Regions from separate parts of the Hordeum vulgare genome. Here all the other regions are linked to region 2. Evidence: chromatin contacts called from public Hi-C data. All regions are on one chromosome and are shown on one strand. Each heading gives the region's core, a stretch centred on a gene start, on an enhancer-like site or on the middle of the called end of the contact. The rest is flanking DNA. Distances are from core to core; before and after follow the strand shown. Region 1 holds the start of LOC123412796. Region 2 holds the start of LOC123409685 (protein HEADING DATE 3A). Region 3 has its middle 170 kb from the start of LOC123409685.

Region 1 (4,391 bases), core at 898-3,397, 190 kb after region 2:
ATGAAAAAACAGAAATAAAAAGCACATATTTTTACAGAGTATTTAGAAAAAGCTAAACCAGCATAATATTTTTCATTATTTATATAAAATATGTACGTTATGTATATACAAAAGTTCACGGGTTCCGGTAAAAATGTATGTGACGTTACAAAATTTGCTAATCATGTATTTCGAAAATGTTAAACATGTAGAAAATGATATTCTTCATTTATAAAAAGAATTGACAAATGTGTATAAAAAAGTACATATAGAAAACTTATATTTGCAAAAAGGAAAATCATGTAATTGAAAAATGTTACACCTGTAAAGAAAACGTTCCTTAAGAATATAAGAATGTAATCCTTATACGAAAAAGTTAGAGATTAAAATATATATTTCAGAAATGTTAAAAATGTATTAATGTATTATTAAAATTTTGATATAATATTTTTTGGCTTTTGCTACAACCAGTTACGAGAATTGTTACAACCATCCACCTTGACGATGCGTCCCGCGATGGCAACGGTGACAATATTGTTTCAACTATTGTCGGATTGTGATACAATCGGCGACGGAAATCGCTATAGCCATTCAGGTCGATGACTCGTGGCCACCATTCATGGAAAATCAGAAAAAGTTACGCCGGTTACCGCGGAAGCTACAACCGTGACCATGCTGAAATAGACGTTGGGGGACATTGCACCTTGCGATCGGCCGATGCCGCGAATGAAGCATGAGGAGGAGGAGATGAGGCGGGCGGCATTCCTACTTGCTACAATAGGGAGGGTCGCGACAAACGAGCGGCGGCCTTAAGTCGCATATGGTGCTATGATGCAGGAGGTGTGATGAACAGCGTTGAAGATGAGGGAAGCAGGAGACTGCTGCCCTCACTGGAAACGCACACGTGATGGCCGGAGGGCATGGGCGCTTGCATCGTTCGGGGCCACAGACTCGAGGATTTTTTTCGTGTGTTGACCAAACGAGGGAAGATCGTGATTGGGAAAGGAAGCATCCATAAGCTAGGGGAGCGAGATTAGAGGGCTTACGCGTGACTAGCTGGGCTTTTCGCTCGGTCGGCCGGCGCCTAGCACGATCCTTTTTATAAGGGTCCAATGGAGCCCCTTTTCTACCAATCCAATGGAGGTTTTTTAGGGAGTCGAATGGAACCATGTCTCGCTCTCTCAGAATCAATAAGAGAGACACAACCTTTTTTGAAGACAAGCGAGACATACCTAGGAGCAACCATCTAAGGAGCGCTCCTTCGAGGGCCTTCCAAGGGTCATGGTGCGTTCTTAGTCATCGTCATGTGTCGCCTTATGGGAGCTTCCTTCAAATTTATATATTTTTTAATTTTTGCTCCTGTTTTTGGCTTTTCAGATGGGTTTTTTGTATTTTGTCGGTGTTTTGATTTTTCATAGGACTTTCTTAGCTTTTGTACAAACAAAAAATTAAAAATTGCGTGAGAAATACATTTTTGTTCTCGAGAGTCATGGTTTTGGTTCTGTAGGAGGCACGGGCATGCCTCTCGAAACAAAAAAAAAAGTTTTCTTTCTTTTTTCTTTCTCGAGAAGCATAAGTTTGCTTTAGCAGGAGACACAGATTTGCTTCCGTGAGAGGCACGAACGTGCCTCACGAAAACGAATAAACACATTTGTTTTCTTTCTCGAGAAGCACAATTTTGCTTCCATGCCTCTCGCGAAAATAAAAAAATGCATTTTTTCCGGAAGACGCGGATTTGCTTCTGCAAGAGGCATGGCCGTGTCTCTTTCGAAAACGAAAAAAACTCAAGAGGAACATTTTTTCGTTTGATTTTTTTTCTGAAAAAGAAAGTTAGTCAAAACCTATCAACATGACATCTATTTTTCAATATCTCGAAGCCAGAAATTCAATGGTGAAAACGATTCAAGATTTGAAAGCACAATCTATGAGATAAAATGTTTAGAAGTAATAAATCTATGAAATAAATAAAATTTGCAGGTTATAATAAGTAACACGGATGCAGTACGCCAACCTGAAAATATGGGAGGGACCTTTGAATAAAAAACTCTACCATTAGTGATTTCGAGCATACCTGAGCCAGTACAATCTCTACCTGGGCCGAACTGGTGTATGCACGAGGCCAGCCCGTACGCGACGTGGCCAGCGTGGGCACCGCGCACGGGCGCACCGCCCCCGAGCGCACGAGCCGTCTTCTGACCCGGCGAGCACACGCCGCGATCTCGACTCAAGCAACGCAGGCCAGACCAAAACCATGGCGGCCAACCACCACCTCCGCCGGCTCGCCTCCGCGTCCGCCCCCGCTCTCTCCCGCCTCTCCAAGCCGGCCCCCTCGCCGCTCCTCCGCTCCGCGTTCTCCAGCTCCGCCTCCCCCGCGGATCAGCCGCCGGCCGCTGCGGCCCAGAAGGGCGAAGCCCAGAGCGCCGTGAAGGAGGCAGACGAGGCGCAGGGCGGTGGTGGTTCCGGCGCCACGAAGGCTGCGGAGGAGGATGACGGCGGCCTGGACATAAACGAGGCCACGGGCGAGATCGGCGGCCCGCGCGGGCCCGAGCCCACCCGCTACGGCGACTGGGAGCGCGGCGGCCGCTGCTCCGATTTCTGAGGGTAAGCTTTCTCCTGGATCCCTGCTACTTTGTACTCGTAAGGATGGCATGGCGGTGGTCGTGTGTCCATGTTACTCTGTTTGGGGAATAAGTTCAGACATCTGGCTCTTGTACTGAACAACGGTTCTTAAGTTTCAGAGTACTATACCATCTTCGCATGTAATCTTGTAAGGTTCTCTGCATGAAATTGATCTGGAAGGAGATGAAGTGGGAACTTGGATTGGAGTGACTGCTGGCTGTATCTTGAATTAGGCATGCTTTCAGTCAGAGTGTAGCGACTCGAGGATGAACTCTGAGTAGGGAACATTATATGATGGCGAGTTGATGTTAGAGATTGAGAGCAGTCATCTCGTAGGATTGGGGTTGCAGTGAAATGCATTTTGTTTAGCATGAACCACCCTTTCTATATAGGACAATTGAATATGAAACGGCGGTAGCCTGAAACTTCTGTTTTTGAAGAACAACCTTGACCCATCTTTTTTTGAAGAACAACCCCAAGCCAACTTTTTTCAGAACAACCTTGAGCCGTCTTTTATCCCAGGTCAACATTGAGCCATCCTATTAAAAGAAAACATTTCCAGTACAGTTGTATTGAAGCTACCTAGGGGTAGCATGTGCCGAAGGATGTAGGATTCTGCCATGCTTGCAAGGTTTTCTAAAAGGGAAATGGCATGGTCATATTTTTGGTTTCCCCTTATCTGTTTTCCCTGAGTGCTGCTTGACCATATCAATTTTGGTCTCCTCTGTTCAGAATTTCTTCTTCTATTAAACTAGCTAATCGAGTTAGTTCATTCTTAATAACTTTTGATTGCACCATAGTTTGGCTTGTCTGGTTTAGCTCATTTTTGTACTTATTCTAGATTGCGGGTAGCTCATGAGAATGGCGTTTTGGCACCCGGCCTCCATGGAGGCTGGAATTTTTGAAAAAAATACAAAATTCGAAATTTTTGGTTTTTAAAAGTCTAAAAAAAACTGTACAACTAAACAAGGGTGTGATTCGTGTGTGTGTGTGAAATTTCAGGCCGAAATACTTTGGAACGCAACCTGTACAAAAAAGACAAATTCATGGTCCGGAAGGATGAATACTATCATGCGTTAAAATGCCTTAGATTTGTCTTTTTGCATAGCCCTCATTTGAACGTACTCCCTCTGTTCCTAAATATAAGTCTTTAAAAAAGTTTCATTACTGGACTACATACGGATGTATATAGACATACTTTAGAATGTAGATTCACTCATTTTGCTCCGTATGTAGACTACTAGTAAAATATCTTAAAAGACTTATATTTAGGAACGGAGGGAGTATTTATTTCTAAAAATTTAAACACTTATGCATTATACTTTCATCTATGTATTTTTTTTCAGAATTTTTTGAAATATTAAAATATGAATAAAAGCCCTCAGTGTGCTTCTGCATGTCCAACATTTCACATGATACAACACGGTGGCAGAAAAAGGACAATCCGTCCGGATGTACGTAATAGTTTCCGGTGCCCCAGGACACACCTGACATCCCTCGAATGGCCAGCATCTGCCATGAGCCACGCCACGCGAAGTGCTCATTTGGGCCTAGCATGTGCCATCTATCTTTGCAGGGAAGAATATTTGATCTCAGCTTGGTTTCCACCCTAGTTTTTCCTTCCCTACCGGTCTATTTTAATGTTTCCTAAACCAAATGAAATGGAAGTTGTAGTTTAGTCCTCCCAAGTCGTCGTCTCCATCTCCATCATTTGCATCTCGACTTCCCTCCAAATATCTGGAGAAAGAAGCATACAAAAGACTAAACATGCATAAGCTACAATAAACCTCAAA
Region 2 (4,735 bases), core at 1,237-3,736:
AGGCCCATGCAGTTGGCAAAGGTGGAGAGTCCACCTTTGTATGGAAGGGAAGGAAGGGCACTAGGATTCCACCTCCTTCCCCCTTGGTTGTTCCCTATGGCTTGCAGGGATTCTTACTCACGCCCCTCCACCTATATAGAGAGACGAGGGGGTGCCCCAAGAGTACACACGAAGCCCTTCGCACCCCTCTCTCCCTAGATCGATTTCTCCTCTAGCTTTTCCGATAGTGCTTAGGCGAAGCCCTGTCGGAACAGCACCACTACCAACACCGTCATGCCATCGCGCTACCGGTCAACTCATCTACCACTCCGCCCTCGCTTGCTGGATCGAGGAGGCGGAGACGTCATCGAGTTGTACGTGTGCTGAACGCGAAGGTGTCGTCCGTTCGGCACTTGATAGGGAGTTCGCGGGACGGATCGTGATAGGATCGCTAAGACGTTGGACTAGATCAACCGTGTTATATACACTTTCGCTTAGCGATCTACAAGGGTATGTGGATCCAATATCTCCTCTCATAGATGGTCATCACAATGGATAGATCTTATGTGCGCTTAGGAAAAAAATTATTTTCCATGCGACGTTCCCCAACACTTGGCAGCATAGACTACATGCACTGGGAGTGGAAGAACTGCCCTACCGCTTGGCAAGGGCAGTATAAGGGGCATGTTAGGTCTTGCGTTGTCATACTTGAGGTCGTGGCCTCGCAATATCTCTGGATCTAACACTCTTTTTTGGAATGGTCGGATCACATAATGATATCAATGTGGTTGAACGCTCGCCGGTGTTTGCAAGGCTTGCGGAAGGCAACAGCCCACCGGTGAATGTTACCATCAACGACCACAACTACGACAAAGGATACTACCTAGGTGACGGTATCTATCCCCAGTGAACCACTATTGTGAAGACAATCTCCAACCGTGTCGGAGAAAAAAAGGAAAAGATTTGCCCAAGAGCAAGAGAGTGCTAGGAAGGACGTTGAGCGTGCCTTCGGTGTTTTGTAATTTCGATGGGGCATCGTTCGGTACCCTGCTAGGACTTGGAGCACCAAGAAGCTGTGGAATGTGATGGCAGCTTGTGTGATTATGCACAATATGATCGTAGAAGATGAGTGTTCGGAATGTATCTACGATCAAGGGTTTTAGTTTCAGGATGAGAATGTTGTGTCTGAGTATGGAGGAGCGGCAATGTTTGAACAGTTCGTTCAATTTCGTTATGAAATGCATGATTGAAAAACTCACATGCAGTTGCAAAATAATTTGGTTGAGTATATATGAGCTCATGTTGACAACCAATAGATTTATCTTTTTTGTATGTATTTAAGACAATTTAATTTTTATTCAATTTGTAAAACTATATTATTTATTTGAAAACTCTGCTTTATTTGGTGTGAAACTATGCTATTTATCTATATGTATGCTTGTTTAATAATGCAAAATATGTGCATTTTTTTTAAAAGACGACCAGCAGGCCACCCGACAAATATGGACTGTGGATGTTGTACGCACTGCCGATTCAAATCTTAAATTGAAGGGATGTCGAACGGGCAACCGATCCAAACGAACAAGAGGTGAAGCAACCCATTCAGATCGATGTGTTGGAGTTGAAACCAGGCAACAAAAGCGGGGATATATCATTTTTTGGAGAGAGTTTATTTCAGCCCAGGGACAAGTGGAGCATCATTTCGTCCTTGAGGCGGGCCGGGCATTTATATATTCTCGCAGGAAAATGATCGTGGCGGCCTTTTTCCTTATATGGCCGCCGCGTCCCGTGTAAGCTAACATTTCGGGAAAGTCCGTCTTCTTCATCCTTTCCGACCACGCACACACCCAGGCCAGAGCCCCCAGCAGAAAGAATAACCCTGCTCTCCAATCATCTCATCTCTCCCGTACAACCCGGCCGAGTCTGTGTGATCTTGCTGTCCCTGCCCGTCGTCACCGTGCACGTGAAAGAGGCGGGATTTATGCCGCCAATCGACACCTGGCCAGGTACGGCCGGCAGCAGCTGATGATCGAAGCTTACATCAAATCGAGCCAAGGAAGCATGCACCCAGGTCGCCGTCGTCTCGCGCTAGAGCTAATTGGCAGACATTCCCGGTGCCCGCTTGCCGGCCGGCCACGGCGTGGCCGCCGGTCGGCGCAGAGCCCCGGACGCAACGCAAACCTACGCCCCAGCAGACACGGCCTAGCTAGAAACCACCATTAGCGTGGTGATCATGATCAGGAGCTTATTACGGCAGACAGATCCATCCATCGGTCTCGCTTCTGCCTGTGGGGGGTCAAAAGCTCTGGCGATTGAACCACGTCCACAGAAGGCAGAACCAATTCAACCGAGAGGGACGACGAGATTCCGTTGCCACGCCAGCTTGGCAGCGCCAAGGACTAGAGCGGAGAGCAGCAGCTGAACTGGTGTTGTACATGGACATGGAACCTGCCACTGCCAGGCTGAGCTTGCTTTTCGGCCCTATATAAAGTGGCCACCCGCCGCGGGGCAACACTCATCATCACCATTCACCACCTCCTCAGTTCACAGCTTACATTGCTGCTCTCTGCAGAGAACCCCTGCTTGCTCCCTCATACCCTAGCTAGCTAACCGATCCATCTGTTCTAAGAAGGAAGGAGAAATGGCCGGGAGGGACAGGGATCCGCTGGTTGTCGGCAGGGTTGTGGGGGACGTGCTGGACCCCTTCGTCCGAACCACCAACCTCAGGGTGACCTTCGGGAACAGGGCCGTGTCCAACGGCTGCGAGCTCAAGCCGTCCATGGTCGCCCAGCAGCCGAGGGTGGAGGTGGGCGGCAATGAGATGAGGACCTTCTACACGCTCGTACGTACACAATCACCACTATCTAATGCAAATTTTAATTTAGCTCTGAAACTGAAAGTGCTCACCACACGCACATGCACGATCGGGCTCTCTCTAGCTAGTACGTACGTCCCTTTTCGATGCTTCTTCTCTATTCGATGGAAATTGATTTTCGATGCTTCTGTTCATCACGTGTAATTTGTGTTAATTAGCAAGCACATGATTTTCTACGTACCATTTTTCTGTGCTCTCTGGTATTATTGATCATGATTTTTCTATGCTTTCTTTTCAATTCGTTCCAGGAACATTAATCATATATAGGAGCTTCTGCAATCACATGACTAATGCTCGCTCGATCTTTACATATATGCTTATCAGCTTATGTACGTACTCTCGCTGGTGCTGATCATGATATGTGCATGCTTTATACTGCCTGCAGGTGATGGTAGACCCAGATGCTCCAAGTCCTAGCGACCCCAACCTTAGAGAGTATCTCCACTGGTAAGTACAGTAATTGTTACTCAGTTGAATGATTTCTTTTTCCCTAGATCGATATACACTAGCGGACTAGCTCATGTGTGTGTGTGTGTGTACGTACATGTGTGTGCAGGTTGGTGACAGATATCCCGGGTACAACTGGGGCGTCGTTCGGGCAGGAGGTGATGTGCTACGAGAGCCCTCGTCCAACCATGGGGATCCACCGCTTCGTGCTCGTGCTCTTCCAGCAGCTGGGGCGGCAGACGGTGTACGCCCCCGGGTGGCGCCAGAACTTCAACACCAGGGACTTTGCCGAGCTCTACAACCTCGGCCAGCCCGTTGCCGCCGTCTACTTCAACTGCCAGCGCGAGGCCGGCTCCGGCGGCAGGAGGATGTACAATTGACCTACTCACCGCTCACGCCACCTGGCCGCCAAGTCACCAAATTATCCAACGTGGCTACTTTACTAGTAGTATATATGGTTTGTGATAAGAAGCCAGCCACGAATTAAGCATTAATTAAATTATATCTATATTGGCAACACATACACTGCATATATCCTATATATGCATGTATGCATAGCAAGACTAATTATTATATTAAGGCCCCATGAACCCTAGCTCAATGCCTTGGTGTTGCTCTATATATATAGTCTGCAATAAACTGATGCCAATAGTATACAACACACAATATTGGAGGAGCTACACGCTATATGTGCAACTTAGAGGTACCTGGTACATATATGCAGGTTTGTCTTGTGTGTTCAATTATGCGGTGCATGAACATCAGTCAATCATATAGTTATGCATGGGAGACAAACATGTACTCTAATTGACAGTGACTGCTACAAGACACAGTGCTATGCACACACTTAGCGCAGTAGCAAGGCACATGCATGTGTTGGGTCTTGTACAATTTCCACATGATTATGGCAATATATAATTAAATGTGTCAAGTTATGCATGAGACTGGTGTGACTTCTCAGTGATGTTTTGATGTACAATATTAATTAATGTCTGGTGCGCCCATCGTATCTGTGTGTAGTATATATAATATGCTAACTAGGTGGCGTCTCTTTCAGTTGAGTTCCACGGTCTGCCGTCCTAGGTTTCAGAAATATCTTATTGTATCATGCTTCCCAAATATCTTTCAAAGTTCCAAATAGTATCTTGCTTCCCCAGCAGCGAAAGTGCATATATATATAAACCGATTCATCATCAGCACTTGGGGTTGTACTACACCGGAGTGCATGTCAATCTCAAAGACATTTGAGTTCTCTAATGCCGGGGGAGTAGGTGTTTGTTATTGTATCCGTGGCACATGGGCCTCGATCGGGTTTGTTATCTTAACGATTTGTCCTCTTAAATAATGAAAACCGTAAATATTTTGTTTTGTTTAAGAAAAATCTCAACAACAACAAAAAAAATGCTTCAATCCTTTGACGGTGAGTATATGTCG
Region 3 (4,372 bases), core at 347-2,846, 180 kb before region 2:
CTCAGATTGCAGCAACCCTCCAAGTCCTCCAAAACTTCCCCAGCAGGCCGCCCCTCGCTCAGTCCTCCCCCCACCCGGCCGCCGCGCGTTTATATTACTCCTCAACCTTTTCGGTTTGACCAATCAGAAATTTTGACTTTTACAAAGATCAATTATTAGGCTGGAAAACTGCGCCAGTAATCACAAAATGAGCTTTGTGTTAATGCTTTATAAAAGTAATAATCCTAGATTTACATATAGCGAGATGTGACTGTCGTTGTCAAAAAAAGTGTGATTTCAACTCATTAATTAGGTTGTAACAAAAAATACTACTCCCTCCGTTCCTAAATATAAGTCTTTTTAGAGGTTTTCACTAAGGAACTACATACAGATATATATATAGACACATTTTATAGTATAGATTCACTCATTTTGCTTTGTATGTAGTCTCCTTGTGAAATCTCTAAAAAGACTTATATTTAGAAACGGGGAGTAGTAAAAACGGGTCCATTTGTAGAAAAATACTACTTGTATACTACTCGTATACTATTGTATTAATATATATTGTATTAACTGAGAACGGACGTTTGGCTTCCAGAGCCATGAGGCCGAATTTTTTGAAAAAAAAAATCAAAAATTTTGGTTCCAGAAAATCTGAAAAAGAAAATATACAACTAAACAAGTATGTAATCCGTGTGTGTGTAAAATTTCAGATCAAAATATTTTAAGACGCGACCTGTATAAAAAAGACAAATTCATGGTCTAGAAAGATGAATAGTGTCATGTGTTAAGAAACTTCAGATTTGTCTTTTTTGCATAGCCCTCCTTTCAACGTATTTAGTTCTGAAAATTTACACACTTGTGTATCATACCTTAATATATCTATGTATTTTTTTCAGAATTTTTTGAACTATTAAAATATCAATTTTTATGAAACTTCAAGTTTATATTTAAAGGCCTTCATAGAGCTCGGCGTGCGAAAGCAATTTCCGGTATTAACTGCTATAATAAGTGAGATATATTATTGCCGTGAAGCGTGAGAAGTGGAACAATGGCCCTGTTTGGATCCCAGTGCTAGAGCTAGTTTGAGCTAGTTTGAGCTGAACTAGCTCTCAAAGTATCCAAACACATGGGCTAGTTTGGGTTAGATGCAAACTAACCCATCAAAAAAACTAGCCCTGAGAAGAGGTGCTAATTGGAGCTAGTTGAGGATGGACAAGTAAAAATAATAATATTTTAACCGCATTAGATCCTCTACATCCTTCTCCATACACCTGCACCAGGCCTACACAAGAGCTTGCCACAACAAATCCTGGTTAAAAGAGACACATGATTGAAAAAGGTGTATTTATTGTCAAACTAACCTTTGCATCCAAACATCACCAAAGGCTAGAGTTAGTTTATGGTTAGACTAAAGTTAGAAACTAACTCTAACCTCTAGCCAAGTTAGAGTATCCAAACAGGACCAATAGGAGGAGGATTGGAAGCGTGAGAAGTGACTGAAGCGTGCACGTGCCCGGTCGTTATCTTTCTCGCCTTGTCGGAGTTCTGTCTCCACACACGAGAGTATTTCCGTTGAAACAGCTGTGCAAGTTGCAAGCAAAGTGGCGCCGGTTATCTTCCAGGGAGAAAAAGATATGCTCCTGGTGGCCATGCATATGCAGAGATAAAAGATCCCCCGGCCGCTGCAGGCCATGCAAACGCAGGAAAAGATCATGCCCGTTGGAGGCCGTGCAAATACAATCTGATTCTCACGGTAACATCTCCTTGTCCAACGGCGTGAAGGATTTAGATCCACTCGATCCAAGCAAGTGCCCTTTCTTTGTCATCTCGGAAAGTTGATTTAAATTTAAAAACCAGTTAAACAATATACTTCCTCCGTTCCTAAATATAAGTCTTTGTAGAGATTTTACTAGTGGACTATATACGGATGTATATAGACATACTTTAGAGTGTACATTCAATCATTTTGTTCCGTATGTAGACACCTATTGAAATCGCTTAAAAGATTTATATTTAGGAACGGAGGGAGTACTATGCTAAGCCGAGTAAACTAGAGATAACAGTAAGTTTATACGAAAATACTAGACAACATGTGTTTTTCCCGTAGTGAATGTTCTCTTCGATCGGCAAGAGTTCGAATGATGGATTTGACTTTTGGAATGCTACATAATTTTCACGCCATTTAATTTCCTCTAGGGAGTAAATAGCAAAAAAGAAAACTACTCCCACCAATTCAAATTAATTGGCGTAGCTTTAGTACAATATATAGTTAGTATCCTTTCACCGAAACAAAGTGTTTCTAAACAGTAAGATTGACATATTTGCACAAACATATGTTACCCAAAGGGAGTATTTCATGAAACTTGCAAGTCAAGCGCTATAACTAATCATTAGATGATGTGGGGAGAATAAGAGAAGATTCTCAATTACTCCACGTGAAATAAGCCAATAATGGCATGTTACAGCTATAAATATCATATCATTTAGCAAAAACATACCATGCTACCAATGAATAATACAATGATCGAGATAACATGCCTCTCTTATTTAATACTCCTCTCTGTTCTGTCCCTTGAGTGTTTTTTTGCAAAGACATGGCTATAATCTGGAACAACATTTTGAAACCATTCAAGCAAACCTAGGTACCAAACTTAATCTCGGGGAGTGGCTGAGAATCTCGTCGACGGCTATTGGAGTCACATGGGGCACAAATCAAATGGAAAATTTGGATGCTCAAAATTTGAGTAGCCTATCGTCGAGAAAATATTGGATATCAATTTTTCTTTTCTTTTTTATCTCGAAAAGTGGAGGACCGCGGCCTCTGCATCATCATGACGTACTAAATAAAGAGGGCATATGTGGGGTTTGAAGATGTCGGGACCTTACCAGAGCCAAAAATATTACTCCCTCCGTTCCTAAATATAAGTCTTTTTAGATGTTTCATTAGGGAAATACATATGGATGTATATAGACATACTTTAGATTATAGATTCACTCATTTTGCTCCGTATGTGGTCTCCTAGTGAAACCTCTAAAAAGACTTATATTTAGGAACGGAGGGAGTAGATATCAATAGATAGTAAGTAAATCAATAACAAGAGACACACAGTTTTCATGTGGAAAATAGTTTTCGGAAAATGTAGGGCGGAGATCTTCACTACTACGGAAGAGATGTTACAAACACGAGAATTTACAGTGAATTATCAACCCACCCGTATGTCTTAGTCTTACAATGCATTTTTTTTCCACGATGATACTTTATATACACTTTCTAAACATAAGTAAGAGACAAGTAATTAATCTAGGGTAGAAACATTTAGAACTAGCAAAAAAATGTCTGAAATTTGGGCTACGTCATCGCTGCTCGTGGGGGAGAGGGACAGGAGAATCGTGGTGGCAATGACATGGAAACGTCTACACATCTCTTCATTCTCGAAGTTCTGGCTCCACAAGCAGGAGTATTTCCTTGAAAGAGCGGGACTGCAAGTTGCATGCAAAGTGGCCCGTGTTATCCTCCAGGAAGAAAAAGATATCCCCAGGGCCATGCGTATGCACAGATAAAGATCCTTCCGGGCGCTGCAGTCCATGCAAATGCAGTGACGATACAGATCCTACTGGCCGCTGGAGGCCGTGCAAACTCAGGAAAAGATCCCCCTGTTGGAGGCCGTGCAAATGCAACCTGATTCTCATGGTAATATCCTACTGTCCAACGGTTTGAAGGATTTAGATCTGGCTTGATCCAAGTGCCCTTTCTTTGTCATCTGGGAAAGTTGTATCATAATGTTTGGTTGCATTGTCAAAATTTCCAATGACTGAGATTACAATTGCAACGTCGTAGATTTGAATTTTGTTTGACATGTTTGAAATGCTATATGGGACTTTTGGTTACTCTAATTTATTTTTAGCGAACTAAATACAGTCAATTTACTTACATTACCAACAATGTGTTTGTAAGTACTAGGATTGACGCCTTATAGGGGTTGTTCAAAAAGGGTTGAGTGCAAAACATGAAAACCAGCAATTAGTTGTATGTTCATATTAATTTGCTTTCCTTAAGTACAGTTCGAGAATGCGCTGGTAGCAAAAAATAAAGTAAACTATAGTAAAAGTTTGAATAGGTTGTCTTCAAACTGTTTATGCGCACCTGTGCGTAAACCTAAACCTAATCTACATGGGGCACGGTGAGAATCATTGCTAAACATAGGAGCCAACAAGAGGCGTGAATCACACGAGAAAACTAATGCCAAAAACTTGAGTACTCCATCCATGAGAAAATGTTAGATATCATCAGGAAATAAAGACTAAAATAAATACTAGCAATGGTCATCGCCATCGAATCTTCACGTGGAAAACCCTTTCGGCGAAAACCCACGAGGTCATGATAGTGATC

Evidence for each region. Hi-C and Micro-C count contacts between places; a contact is called where the count stands out from the background.
Region 1: a contact with region 2 is called in a Hi-C map of seedling, with 3 times the contacts expected there. The contact joins the promoter of LOC123412796 here to the promoter of LOC123409685 in region 2. A contact is called at or near these places in 2 of 6 Hi-C or Micro-C datasets (leaf and seedling) and 1 of 1 datasets of contacts at active chromatin or transcription factors (embryo).
Region 3: a contact with region 2 is called in a Hi-C map of leaf, with 5 times the contacts expected there. The contact joins the enhancer-like site here to the promoter of LOC123409685 in region 2. A contact is called at or near these places in 3 of 6 Hi-C or Micro-C datasets (leaf and seedling).

The regions. Positions count from the first base shown.
Region 1 is chr7H:42,094,862-42,099,252 of MorexV3_pseudomolecules_assembly, reverse strand. LOC123412796 reads left to right here and starts at 2,147. Exons shown (of 1, transcript XM_045105739.1): 1 at 2,147-2,722. The coding sequence starts at 2,231. The coding sequence ends at 2,578.
Region 2 is chr7H:42,283,667-42,288,401 of MorexV3_pseudomolecules_assembly, reverse strand. LOC123409685 (protein HEADING DATE 3A) reads left to right here and starts at 2,486. Exons shown (of 3, transcript XM_045102551.1): 1 at 2,486-2,821; 2 at 3,240-3,301; 3 at 3,411-4,240. The coding sequence starts at 2,621. The coding sequence ends at 3,681.
Region 3 is chr7H:42,458,270-42,462,641 of MorexV3_pseudomolecules_assembly, reverse strand. No RefSeq gene overlaps it. Among protein-coding and RNA genes, the nearest start is that of LOC123409685, 170 kb to the right of the region's middle. Within about 2 kb of position 1,596, at least 2 of the 3 cell types and tissues checked have open chromatin away from gene starts, as enhancers often do. A contact at or near this core is called in leaf, where this site is marked.